Regions from separate parts of the Rattus norvegicus genome. Here region 2 is linked to region 1. The links are chromatin contacts, called in public Hi-C maps. All regions are on one chromosome and are shown on one strand. The core of a region is the stretch at or near the end of the contact, and the rest is flanking DNA. Distances in the headings are between cores, read along the strand shown. Region 1 overlaps Crybg1 (crystallin beta-gamma domain containing 1). Region 2 has its middle 18 kb from the start of Crybg1.

What was found. A called contact is a pair of places that touch in the nucleus more often than the background predicts.
Region 2: a contact with region 1 is called in a Hi-C map of liver, with 2.4 times the contacts expected there. The contact joins two enhancer-like sites. A contact is called at or near these places in 2 of 12 Hi-C or Micro-C datasets (kidney and liver).

The regions. Positions count from the first base shown.
Region 1 is chr20:49,057,822-49,064,002 of GRCr8, reverse strand. Crybg1 (crystallin beta-gamma domain containing 1) reads left to right here. Exons shown (of 22, transcript XM_063279640.1): 3 at 2,852-4,350. Among named protein-coding and RNA genes, the nearest start is that of Rtn4ip1, 96 kb to the right of the region's middle. Within about 2 kb of position 3,837, at least 13 of the 93 cell types and tissues checked have an H3K27ac peak or open chromatin away from gene starts, as enhancers often do. A contact at or near this core is called in liver, where this site is marked.
Region 2 is chr20:49,219,257-49,225,437 of GRCr8, reverse strand. No RefSeq gene overlaps it. Among named protein-coding and RNA genes, the nearest start is that of Crybg1, 18 kb to the right of the region's middle. Within about 2 kb of position 3,652, at least 2 of the 93 cell types and tissues checked have an H3K27ac peak or open chromatin away from gene starts, as enhancers often do. A contact at or near this core is called in liver, where this site is marked.

The DNA.
Region 1 (6,181 bases), core at 2,588-5,087:
CTGTGCCCAGCCAGTCCACCCATCTTAAGCTTGATAGGTGTCCGAGAGCTGTGTACATGTGTGTAATCATCACCATAATCATCATCTCACTCCCCTCAAACTGGTTTCTGGTGATCGTACCGGGAATTGAATATACACAGGCTACTTCCTCGCCTCCAGTTAGCACAATGCATTTGAGAATTCACTGTGCCCTTGGGTGTCAAAAGCTTGCCTCTTTATTGTCACATCCTAATCTGTTGCCTAGATATATCTCAGTCTGTTTTTCCATTCTGCAGTTGGTGGACATTGAAAACATTTCCAGTTTGGGGCTCTTCTGAATGAAGTTGTTATAAAAGCACTAGTATGTGTAGGGGGTATAAGAGGTAGTCAAGTCGAAAATCAAGCAACTGGCTTTATAAAAAGCAACTACAACTAAGATTGAGCGTTGGGGGCAGGGACGCTTATACTGACTAGAGGACTGCTGACCAGGCATCTTCCCCAGCATGGGAAAAATGGGTTGCAACATTCCTCGGTAGGGCAGAGTGATACTTACTCTGGTTGTTTAATTTTGACAGGCACTGGAATCGAGCCAACAGACTCGAGGCTCGTTTTCCTGTCTACTCTTTCAGGGCACGCTTGATGGCCTGCCTGTCCAGGCAATAGACACAAAGGGCTCTATTTTCAGAGTCAGAAGGTCTAGCCAGTTGTGCAGCTTTGGACATGGGTAATCTTGGCATGTGGATATAAAAAAAAAAAAAAAACTGTAAGGGCGGTTGGAAAGATGACTACGTAAATCATTTTGTGAGTGTCTAGTGCCTAAGCGGGACTCAGTGGGCAGGTATTTTAATCGAAAAACATTTAATTTAAAACAAAACAAAAGCCACCGATGATGTTTCCTTAGGAACCAGGATGCCTCGGTGTAGTTTTTAAGCCACGCCCCATTCCTTCTCTATCATTTCCATAAGCGTGGAAGAACTGGATTAAGCTGAATGTGGTTACATCTCAGAAGCACATCGCTCCAGCCACGGGAGCTCTGGGTGACTGTCTTTTAGCTATCTCCATTGTCACAGCTCTCGGGTTCTTTCTTAAGCAGCACTTGGGGATTTGTGGATTTGTGAACCTATCTGAACAATTCAGTGCCTTCCTTGGAGCCTGGAGTGGCGGTCTGGGTCTGCGTAGTTTGGGGATCTGTTTCTCTGGGGGCCACTTGGATTCATAGGTCCCCTCTGCACCCGCGTGTCCTCTGTGGTGGACTAGATGGGGCACTAGTTGGAACCGGAAGGCAAGCGTTTGAATGCCCGCTTTGTTGCCCCGCCTCCAGCACATTTCGGTTTGATCTCGGCCTTTTCCCCCCATCCACAGTAGGTAACACATTACCTCACTAGGTTGCCGCAGGGTTACGCTGCCAGGTCTGTCTCAACAGATGCGTGTTGACTCTGTCGATCACGAGCACTTTTTACCCGGGCATTTTTCATTTCCCACAGACTCCGGACTCCCTCCAATGTTTTTGTAGCTCACTGGGGGTGGGGACGCTTATCTGCATTAAGGCTGCATCGGGAATCCCTAAGTGGTGAGTCAGAACCGTCCAGAACAAATGATCACCTTTAAGAGAGGTGGGGCTGCTTTCTGCCTCCCCGGGGATTAGACTCTCTCACCTGGGTCTTGAGTTTTAAGCTCTTAAGGGGCTGCGGTGAGTCGAGTTAATCCCGCATACAGGCTGCCCAGAAGGGTTGCCCCCGACTTCCTGTCCAGCCCAGCGACCCCCTACTCACTCCTCCCAGTCACCGACCCTGGGGGTGAGGTCCTTGCTTTCATTGATCTGCTGCACGCTGGCTGCAAGAACTTGCAACACTTGGTGCAGGCTGTAGCCCCCGGGCAGTGTCTGCTAGGCTGGCTTTCCACTACCCTCCCTGCGTAGGAGGGACCTCCGCCTGCCCCTGCCCCTGCCCCTCAGCAGGAACTTTGAGGACTCTCCCCGGTGAAGCCTAGGGTGAGCTGGGAAGAGGCGGGACAGCGCTCCGCAGCCCGCGCAGTTTGAACGCGGGCACGTGGGCCTCATTGGGCGAGCGCGTTGCTGTTGGGCGGGGCCAGGTGCTGCATTCCTGCACCTTTGCTGAAGGTTAGACCCAGGTGTGCCTAAGGTTGTCCCGAGGGACGCTAGTAATTTTCCTTGCGCCACTCCCACCCCGCCCCTCTCCCAGAAAAGAAAGGGAGTTGTTTCTGTAAAAAGAAAAATAACCTCCTTAAGGTACCTGGAGGAGGGGAGAGGAGAACCACGGACCCCGAAATCACACCAGGATTCGTTAAAGTTGCCTTTTTACTAAGGAAAGAAGTAAAAGGCAGAAGCCCCTCCTGCATACGTGTGATAATTGGACGTTCCGGGTAAAAAACACTTATAACGAAAAACTGTTGTAAGTTATGTAGCTTCGAAAATGTGTTTAAGGAAAAGAAATTTAAGGCTAGTGAGATGGCTCAGCCGTTGAGGTTAGGCTCGCAACCAGTTTAGCCACGCAGGTATGGTGGTGCACGCTTTTAACCCCAGCTTTCAGGGGGTAGATACAGGCGGATCTTTGTGAATTCAAGGCCTGGTCTACATGATGGGTTCCAGGACAGCAAGCGTTTGTTACATGAGACCCTACCTCTGTCTGTCTGTCTGTCTGTCTGTCTGTCTGTCTAATTTTTAAAGTGAATTTTGTTGGAGGATAACAAAGAGCAGACACAGTCCTATGCTGCCCCTCCTGGCTGTACCTTTTCACTGTCAATCACACCTGGTCCGTTGCCAAGTTGCTTTTGCAGTAGCTCTGTAACCTATCAAAGCAGAACAAAAACGGGTTCTCAAGTTTTTCTCTCCCCGTCTCTTTTCACTCTCCAGTCCAGAGCCCAACCGCCAGAAGACACCAGAAGGAAGCCGGTGTTGGGGAAACTCGGCACTCTTTTTACGGCTGGAAGGAGGAGGAACACCAGGAACGGATTAGAGAGTCCCACCAACTCAAATAGCAAATCGGCCTCTGCTAAAGTCCCAGAAACAGAGAGTGAGAAAAGTAAGGCTCAGGGCAACCAACTAAAGCCAACCGACGCGGGCGAGGCTGGCGAAGCTGGCGAGGCGGGCTCCAGGCAGGAGGCTGAGGGCCAGTCCGCTGAGAGCAGTGTCCAGGCAACCCCCTGCGACGCCGGACCGTCACCTTGTTCCAGCATCAAGGTAGGGGTTGTGCAGCAGTGCCTCTGCAATGATTCAGCCCAATTAGAACCTCTGCAGGCAGAGGGAGAGACTTTCCCAGATGCCACCACCGCTGCCAAGGAGCTGTTGCATTCCTCACCAGGGAATCGCTCCGGGCAGGAGAGCGCAGAGACGCCCGCCCGCAGTCCGGGGGAGGACGCGTTGCCTGGCGCTGGCCTCCAACGGGAGGCAGCGAGGGGTGTGTCAGGGTCGCCGCCCGAGGAGCACCTCGTGGGAGGAGTAGGAGAGGCCCCCGACGGAGCCCCCGGCGTGGGTTCCGAAGCGGGCTCTCTGGGGGACCCCGGGGACGCGGTTCCGCCTGGAGAGCCTCCCGCCCAGGGCGCAGAGACCAGCGGCACAGCCGGGCCGGCCGACCGCGCGCATCCCACCAAAGTGCTAAAGTTGGACATCTACTTGAGCAAGACTGAGGTGGCTCAGGTGGCCGAGCCCGCCTCGATTGCTCCGGGGACAGACGATTGCTGCGAGGATTCGGACGACATGGAAAAGAGGTCAAGCGGCCGCCGGTCCGGTCGGCGGAGGAAGTCGCAGAAATCCACCGACTCCCCGGGCGCGGACGCCGTGGCGCCCGAGAGTGCGGCCAAGGACGACGCGGTGTTCGACGACGAGGTGGCGCCAGACGCCGCGGCTGAGAACTGCACGGCGGAAAGGAAAGTGAAATCGGTTCAAGCGGTTCCCGACGGAGGCTCAGCCTCGGTCGCCAGCCCGGAGCCGAAGCCCAGCGCCTGCCCCAGAGGGCAACCGCGAGCGGAGCCGGACCGCGCCAAGCCCCAGTCGCCCACCAAGCGGAAGGGTCGCAGCCGCGTCCCCGAGGCGGTGCCCAGCTCGCCCGGCAGCGGCTCGCGCGCACCCGCCAAGGAGTCCCCACCCAAGAGGGCGCCCGCCGCGGCGGACGGCGGGGAGGAGGCGGGCCGCGTCGTCCCGCGCGAGCTCACGGTCAAAAGCAGCTCGCTGCTGCCTGAGATCAAGCCTGAGCACAAGAGGGGGCCGCTGCCCCACCACTTCGGGGATAGCCGGGCCGACGCCGGTCGCAGTCGAGAGTCGAGCAGGGGAACAGGAGCGTCCGACGCCGACGGCCTGAAGCCCAGGAACCAGTTCGGCGTGGGCAGGTCGACTGTGACCACCAAAGTGACCCTGTAAGTAGCGGAGGAGGAGTGAGTCTGGGCTGGGGGCTGCCTAGGGTTGTATGGTTGGTCTGTAACCTGTATTTTTTTCCCCTGTTGAAAACTTCAAAGAGAAAAAGAGCTGTTTGTAGAGCTAAGGCTCATTTGGCAGCCTCCGCCGCTATTTCCTGCTAAGACCTAAGTTAAATGAATGCAAAAATAGGATATATCCCTCCGGGGCGCTGTGTTTACGTAAACAGCGGAGATAAGACTTAATGGCTTGACAGAGCTAATTATATTCTTTATCCAAAGCATACAGGGGCATTTCAGGGTAGTCCCAGGGAGCCAGCAGGATTTTGAGAGTGACCCAGTGGCATTGACAGGGGAAACTTTAAGAGAACTTAATCATGGAATTTTAGTATATTGCTGTCCTAAAGCAAGCTTAAAGGACATTTCTAATAACCCCTTTCCATGATCTAGGGAGTTCTTTTATTTCTGGGCTGGGAGTGACTTTTCTCTTATTGAGATGATCGGTGTTATTACTGAAAATTTCCTAAGTGAAAGGACCCGAAACAACAGACCATAACCACTCGCTTGCAAGTTTAGCAATTTCGCAAGTATTTATTGAGTGCCCTTTGTTCTGTGTGCTGTGGGGTAGGTGACCCACACCTGTGATGCACCCCGTTGCCCTCAACGTTTAAGTCCCCCTTGTGGCTGTAAGGAAGGAGCACAGGAATCAAATTAAAAGGGCCAAGTGGATCTTGCCATTGTAAAGAAAGGTTCTGGGAGTACAGGACAAGCAGTCACCGGTTTCCTGGAGGAGCCTGGGCTTGTGGTTTGATGGTAACAGATTTGTGCGGCTAGGAAGACAGCTGGGGAGAGCTCTCTGTAGAATTGAGCTCAAACTAACCGTGACTCTTCCCAGCAGGTGAAAATCATTGAGCTCTCAAATTTTTCCTACTTTGATCACGCACTGATCAAAAAGGCTCGTCGTGTGCAGCCTTATTCTCTTTGAACTGAATGATTTCATTCTACTTGATGTCTTTAAAAGAAGTCAGGTTCGAAACAGGTCTGTCTGGAAGCCAGGAGGAAAACGTGCTTAATGAATAACGTTAAACTGCCTCAGCAGCTGGCAGCCTGGAGACCTTTGACATAATCAGCTATTTATTCTGTAACGGTAGCGTCAGGAAATTTTCCCGAGTGAATGATGCCCATTATTTGTGGAAGACGAGTGTGAAGGAACACAGAAACCTGCTAAGCCTAGGTAGGAGAAACGCTGCTCAACTACATCGGGGCTGGACACTCCACCTGTCGTCCAATTGGAAAGCACCAGTGGAAAAACCAGAAATGTTTCACTGTTAAGGGTTCATCATAAACAAGTTCAGGACGGGATCTTACAATGGAACTCTTCTTTGGGTCTGCATCCTACCGGAACTGAGCCAAGTGTCTTTTTTTTTTCACTACCGATTTTTTTTTTAATCTTTTTCCTCACCACCCATCTTTTTAAAATTTCTTTTGTACAAGGCCTTACATGCAATGAACTGGAAAAACTAATGAAGTGGAAAATTAAGAATTTTATCTAGTTCTTCGGCCTATGTCAATCTGAGAGAGGCTTTCAGACCCTTTAGTCCTGTGATAGCTGGATTTTAGGCAAAGATATTAACAGACCGTGACTTGGTGGGGATTTTTTGCTTGTTTGTTTGTTTGGTTGGTTTTTTGATGGTCTCACCCTGTAGCCCAGGGTGGCTCCTAACTCACTGAGTAGCCAGGGCTAGCCTGGAACTCAAGACTACTCTGCTTTACTCTCCCAACTGATGGGATTCCACATGTGAGCCTGGTTTGGGAAAGAAATTAAATTAAAAAA
Region 2 (6,181 bases), core at 2,403-4,902, 160 kb before region 1:
GAAAGTACAGTTGTAGCTTTCCTCGAGTTGACTGGTTCGTGCTATGTCAGCCTGACCCAGCTTGAAATGTTTGAGAGGAGGGAGCCACAGCTAGGAAATGGTCCGTACTATTTTCCCGGGGTTACGCCTCTGGGTTACTCTCTTGATATGTGATTGATACGGGAGTGTCCGTCCCACGGGTGGTGGTGCCACCCCTGGACAGGTGGTCTCGGGTGTTTGAGAAAACAGGTTAGGCAAGCTCTGGGAAGCATGGTCTGTAAGTATTAGTCCTCCGTGGCTTCTGCTCCAGTTCCTGCCTCCAAGTTAGTACCTTCAGTAGACTTATAAATTTAAAAAATTCAAAGGCTGTTTCTTTAGAAATGTCCAATTTTCTGTAATTTAATTAAAACTCCAAAATTTCTTCTTAAGATTAAAATCTCTCATCTGTATGCTCCTGCAACATCAAAAGTAAAGTACACATTTTTACTCCAAGTGGGAAGATACAGGGTACAACCACCATCTATAGGAGGCAGAACAAAGTTCTGATAGTGCAGACAATTCAATGCTTAGTATTTGGGATTCGTTCATAATCCTATGGGCTTTTCTGAGGGGCTTGGGTCACCGCTCTGGCCCCACCCTCGGCAGCATATACTTAGCCTGCTTTCTAGATCCAAGCTGGCTCCATTTCACTGTGGGTGGTATCCCTGGTGACTCTCACGTGACACAGACATCTCCAAGACTGCATCTGGATCTTCTGTGAGAACCCATCCCTGTCACACACGGGCAAGCCTCTGCTGTTCTCCATGGCTCCTTCATATCTTTAAAATCAATACCACCTGGATTGCTTTCATGCTACAAAGTTTGGCTGCCAATACAAGGTACCTTCTTACATGGGAATGCGTGGGTGTATAGCTTTAATACTTTACTAAACAGGCATTTCTTTTAAAAATCCTATCTTTCAAAATCTCTGTTTGCATGACAGGAATTATCACATGAAAGTCCATCCTAACCCAAAATGTCTTAGAGATCTATTGTTACCTTCTTAGTTGGGTCAGCCCATGTGGTCATCTTTAATCAAGATGGCTGTGAACATCTGTCTTCTCTAAGCCTAGAAAAGATGGCTTTCAGCCACATGTGTAGGCTTACAAGACCTACACTAATAAATGTTCTTAAACACTTCAACCTTCCTTCCAGAGAAAGGGAAAAGGAAAAGTTAGTAGGAAATGAGGGTTGTGGACCTTTTTAGAATTAGTTCTTCAGGGGCAATTCTGATCTTTGTTGTCAGGATATCAGCAGACCAGTCCAAAACACCAAATATGAATAAATATCAGTTGCTCAATCCAGAAGAAACTGCAAGGCTCCTGCAAATTGGCACAAGACTGAGGAAGTGGCAAGAAGCAGTCAGAATACCATGAGAAGTTCTTTAGCACTTTTCTCTCTAATAAGCCACAGCAGTCAAAGATCAGTGAAGACCAGCAAACTGTTGCAAGATGAACCAATGCAAGAGCATTGTCCGTGAAGGCCAGCAAAGCATTGTGTAGGTGAACCAATGCAACAGCATTGTCCGAGAAGGCCAGCAAAGCGTTGCGAAGGTGAACCAGTGTGAGAGAGTTCTCTCCCTCTAAGTGGGATTATATGTATATTCTTTCTAAACACCACAAAACCCCTCAAGCATTTGCTCCAGCAAAATATCACATGCCCTTTTATAAGGCAGCTTCCAGAAAAACACCACCATGGGTCTGTTCTCAACAAAACACCCTCTCATGTCTGCTTCAGCAAAACATTGCTTCCAGAAAAACAGCACATGACACAACTGAGTCTCCAAAGAAACCAGAAATTTCCATTTCACACATGGCTGCCCAAAGATGGTGGTGAAGTCACATGACATCTACCCTTTCCAACCCTATCAGTGATGACAACCAGCCACGTGGTTGCCTAAAGATGGTGGCAAGCCACATGTTACTTATACCCCACAATGGAATCGTGTCACATGGTTCCTTTAAGATCACTTAATGCATACATTTTTTAACTATCAATTCTGTTACGAGTTTTACTTAACTTTTCCCACAAATGTTACAGATTTTTAACCATACTCAACAAAATTAACTTACAAATCTTGAGGCACCAAATGTTCACATTAACACAGTCTAGTTTTTTTGGCTGCCCTGCTTTGCTCTTTTCTCTCTGTCACACTGCCAGGTGAATTGACCAACACAGGACATTGATCAAAGTTTTAAACATGCTTGGGTCTAGAGAAGGGAGAGCCATAAACCGACTCAAGAGCCAGCTTTTCAGTAAAGTAGAAAATATAAAACAACTCCAACATTATGCACACCCAAAAGACATCTGGGTTCCTGCAGACCTGAATTCAGTGACCAAGAACTTGGAAATAAATCTGAGCCCCTTCCCTAAAAGCAGTCATGGCAGCGGTAGTGGTTGGGGTCTGGTGGCAACAGAGACAAAAAAAAAATGGTATCTATTTCTGTCTCAGATCCATGTGTGTAACCAAATGTAAAGACCCACCAAGAAACGCAGACCAATCCACATACACGACATAGAACATTCTAACCAATCAAAACCAGGCAGCCAGGTGATGGCATAGTATTTGCCCTGGAAAATATTGGGGTCCTTTTCAATTCCCTGCACGTCCCTAGACCAGGATCCCAGAGAACAGAACAGACTGTGACTCATGAGGAGACCTCTATTGGTGCTTGCTACATCTCTCAGCATGAGAGTTCACCCCAATAATCCGCAAACCAAAGGCAGCCACGGAGCCTGGGACAGCCTCAAGGCACATGCCTCCTGACGTGGCTTCTCCGTCCTAGAGTTCCAGGATGAAGGCCCAGTTTTAGAATTTGGGTAGGTGATCTGAATCTTGCTGGGTCCTCCAGAAAATGCTAAACCCACCAGTTCAGAATAAGACCACTATCACAAATTTAACCCCAAATTTGAAGCAAGCTTTGATTAGACACTGGGCAGGTGGATGGACTCCGGCAAGCTCCCTACATGGGTCCGTACTTGGCCATGCAACTCCATGTCTCAGAGGCTTAAAAGGACAAAGCCGCGGGGCCGCTATATTTCCCGCCAGGTTCTATCAGGGACAAGCGTACATCCTGCTCACACACAACCTGCCCACATGAGATCAAGCACAACAAGCTTGTTTAAGGGAGTAAAAACACGTGGCTCGTTTCATCCAATCAGCAAGGGCCTCGGGCATTTCAGGACGTATCTGTGCTTCGGCAAGGGGCTTACAGGTTAGAGGCATTTCTGTATCATGCTTTCTTAGGCACAGCAGTTACAACTTATAACATGACTTTTGCTCTCACAGACCATGTACATACACGTAGGCAAACTCTCACGCACACGAGGGAAAAAAAAAAAAGACTCAGTTGCTTTACTGTGGATTTTACCATCGCTCATTGGGTTTCAGATCTAATTCGTAAAACGCATCATAAATTTTCATACGGTTTCTCGGCCATACCTTGTCATTCCTCCCTCCCTAGCTTGGCCTAAATAACTAATCTGAGCAACACCCATGCTTGAAGTTGCCTGCGCGAGGCTCTGCTCTGGAGCTAAGCTGTGACACATCTGCGTGCTATGCGGGATAAGCATTTTGTAGCTGTAGTAAATAAAGGGCATTGCATAACTCTTACAGAAGAGTGGGGTTTTGCAAGAGAGGACATGACCAGTGCATTAGGAAATAAGAGTGACCTTTCTTCTCATTTGCGATGCTTATGGAGGTGTGTGAATTATAGATCGCTGGGCTATTTATTCAGATCTGTCCTGTTCTGGAAAAGGGATGTGAGGGAGGTGAGGCAAATGCAGATCACGCATCAGCCGTGAACTATGTGGGTTGGTCTCCTTACCCAGAACCGTGGGACATAACTCCATGCACTGTCAGGAGAACACAACAAAGGCAGTTGCTTGAGTGTTGGGGCAGCCAGATGTTGACACTGCCTCACGTGCTACTGTGGCTGTCTTCCCCGTGGCATAGCCTACCCATTCACCACAGTGCTTCGTCTCCACAGTAACCCCCTGTGAAAGCAGACTGCTTGTTCTAAGTGGATTGTCGGCCTGGTTTTAATACACCATTTGCTATTTTCCACATATTGAATTTCCATGCCTAAGTTACAGAACTCTAGATTCCAACTCATAGCGTCAGATACTGGGCAGGTTTCTATTTGTGAAGATTAAAAGTAACCCAAGCACGGTGGCAGGAAAAAGATCGGCAGTTCAGAGTCATCTGCTACTTGGTTTGATCCTGGGCTACAGGAGACCTTGTCACAAAGCAAACAAAGATCTTCCAATCCTGTCACCACCATGCCGGGTGTGAAAGGAAGGACAGAGGCAAGCTTGATTTAGTCTAGGAACGAGTGAAAAGTAGTATCTAGGAGTGTTGCTAGAGGAAGACCAGAGAGAGCACACTGAGTGCCAGCTTGGTTTCTAAATGAAGCATGAGGCTAAGGTTATGTCAAACAGCAGTGCAGGCGCAGGTCAGATGAGCCGTTTGATCCGCTCCTTCATAAAGAATGTCGGCTAGGGAGAACTCTAAAGTGGAGGGCACCTGAAGCCGCTGCTGGAAAGCACCAATCTGGAAATGCCCTCGGAACTGTTTTTAAACAAGTATTCGACTGGGACAAGATCTATCTGTGACCAAGGCTAGCCATGGGTTCGAAGCCCTCTTCCCTCATCTTCCTCAGAGCTGGAGTTACGGGCATCTTCCACCATGCTCAGCTCAGAACATCTCCTCTGCCCCTTTTTTGTTCAGTCAAAGAACACAGCCTAACTTAGGACTTCTTGATCGCAAGAATGGTTTAGATTGGAATTTTATTTACACCGATGCATCTATTAGGACTCAAAGCAGCTTGCAAACCCAGCGCCTGGGAGGCTGGAGCGGGAAGATCAAGACTTCAAGACCTTCAAAACAAATCAGAAAACAAAACCAAACCAAACCAAACCAAAACAATAATGGCCCAAAGGTTATGGGGGTAATCGGCTGCATTTGGATCAGAGTTAAGTCCTGCTCCACTGTCAATCTGTGCAAAAGCCCATGGGTCGGAAGGTCAGAGGGCCTAGGGAGAAGCCTACTACTCTTTTGTGGTGAATGATGATGCTGCCAAACTTCCTTCTAGACATTTGTGCTCATCAACAAGTGTTTTCCCCAACCTTAGCCGAAGAAGCTTCTCTCTACAGCGTTTACCATAACTCGCCGAAGACTCGCAACTTGTCAAAGAGATGAGAATAAGTATCTGCTGAATATTCAGTCTTAAATCTGACATCGCTATCAAACCTCCTCCTCCCCAAAGCTCGGGTACCACCTCGGAAGAGGAACAGGAAGGATTGACAAGATGGCGGACGGGGAGCTGCGCCCTGAAATGCTCTCTCTGAGATACGCCATGCTTGGTGAGCCTGTGAACTCAGTGTGCCACCCCCACCCCCCCCCCACCCCCGTGAGCTCTCTGTAACTGTGATTACCTGCATGAGATCAAGTCAACAAGCTCAGTCAACATCCCGGCAGGCAGCAGCGATTGGATACGCTGGGTTACTAACAGAAGCACAAAGGCGAGGACATGGGGTGGGGAGAGGGACGGGTCAGGGATGCCTGCCTGCGGGAGGGAGGGGGAAGAGGAGAGGGCTAGGAGGAGGGGAAGCTGGGGTAAATGTGACCAAGATGCATTGTTTAAATGTGTAAAATTGTTAACGAGTAAATAAAATATGTTCTATTAAGACAATCCAACAAGCTGTCACCCCAAACATCAACAAAAGAAGCGAACTTTTTTTTTTTTTTTTTGGTTCTTTTTTTCCGGAGCTGGGGACCGAACCCAGGGCCTTGCGCTTCCTAGGTAAGCGCTCTACCACTGAGCTAAATCCCCAGCCCCCAGAAGTGAACTTTTTAAAGCAAACATCAGACTGCATGGCACCAGGAAAAATAGGTCTTACAAGTGAGGAAAACTGACCAAGGGCTCAACACATGCGGTTGCGCATGTCCTGTTCCTGGGGGCCATGTGAGTCCTCTGATGACTTTGGCTTGAAGACTTCGGAATATCCCAGGGCACCTTCCTAGTCTCTGCACTGGCTCCGTCTGTTTGCTTGTCTCCTCCAAGCTGCTGCTCGACCCTCCCTGGCCTTTGGTGATCCTCCTACTTCCTGCAACAGCGATACTTTATAATACTCTATTTTAAACGTTAAGCCCATCTAATCA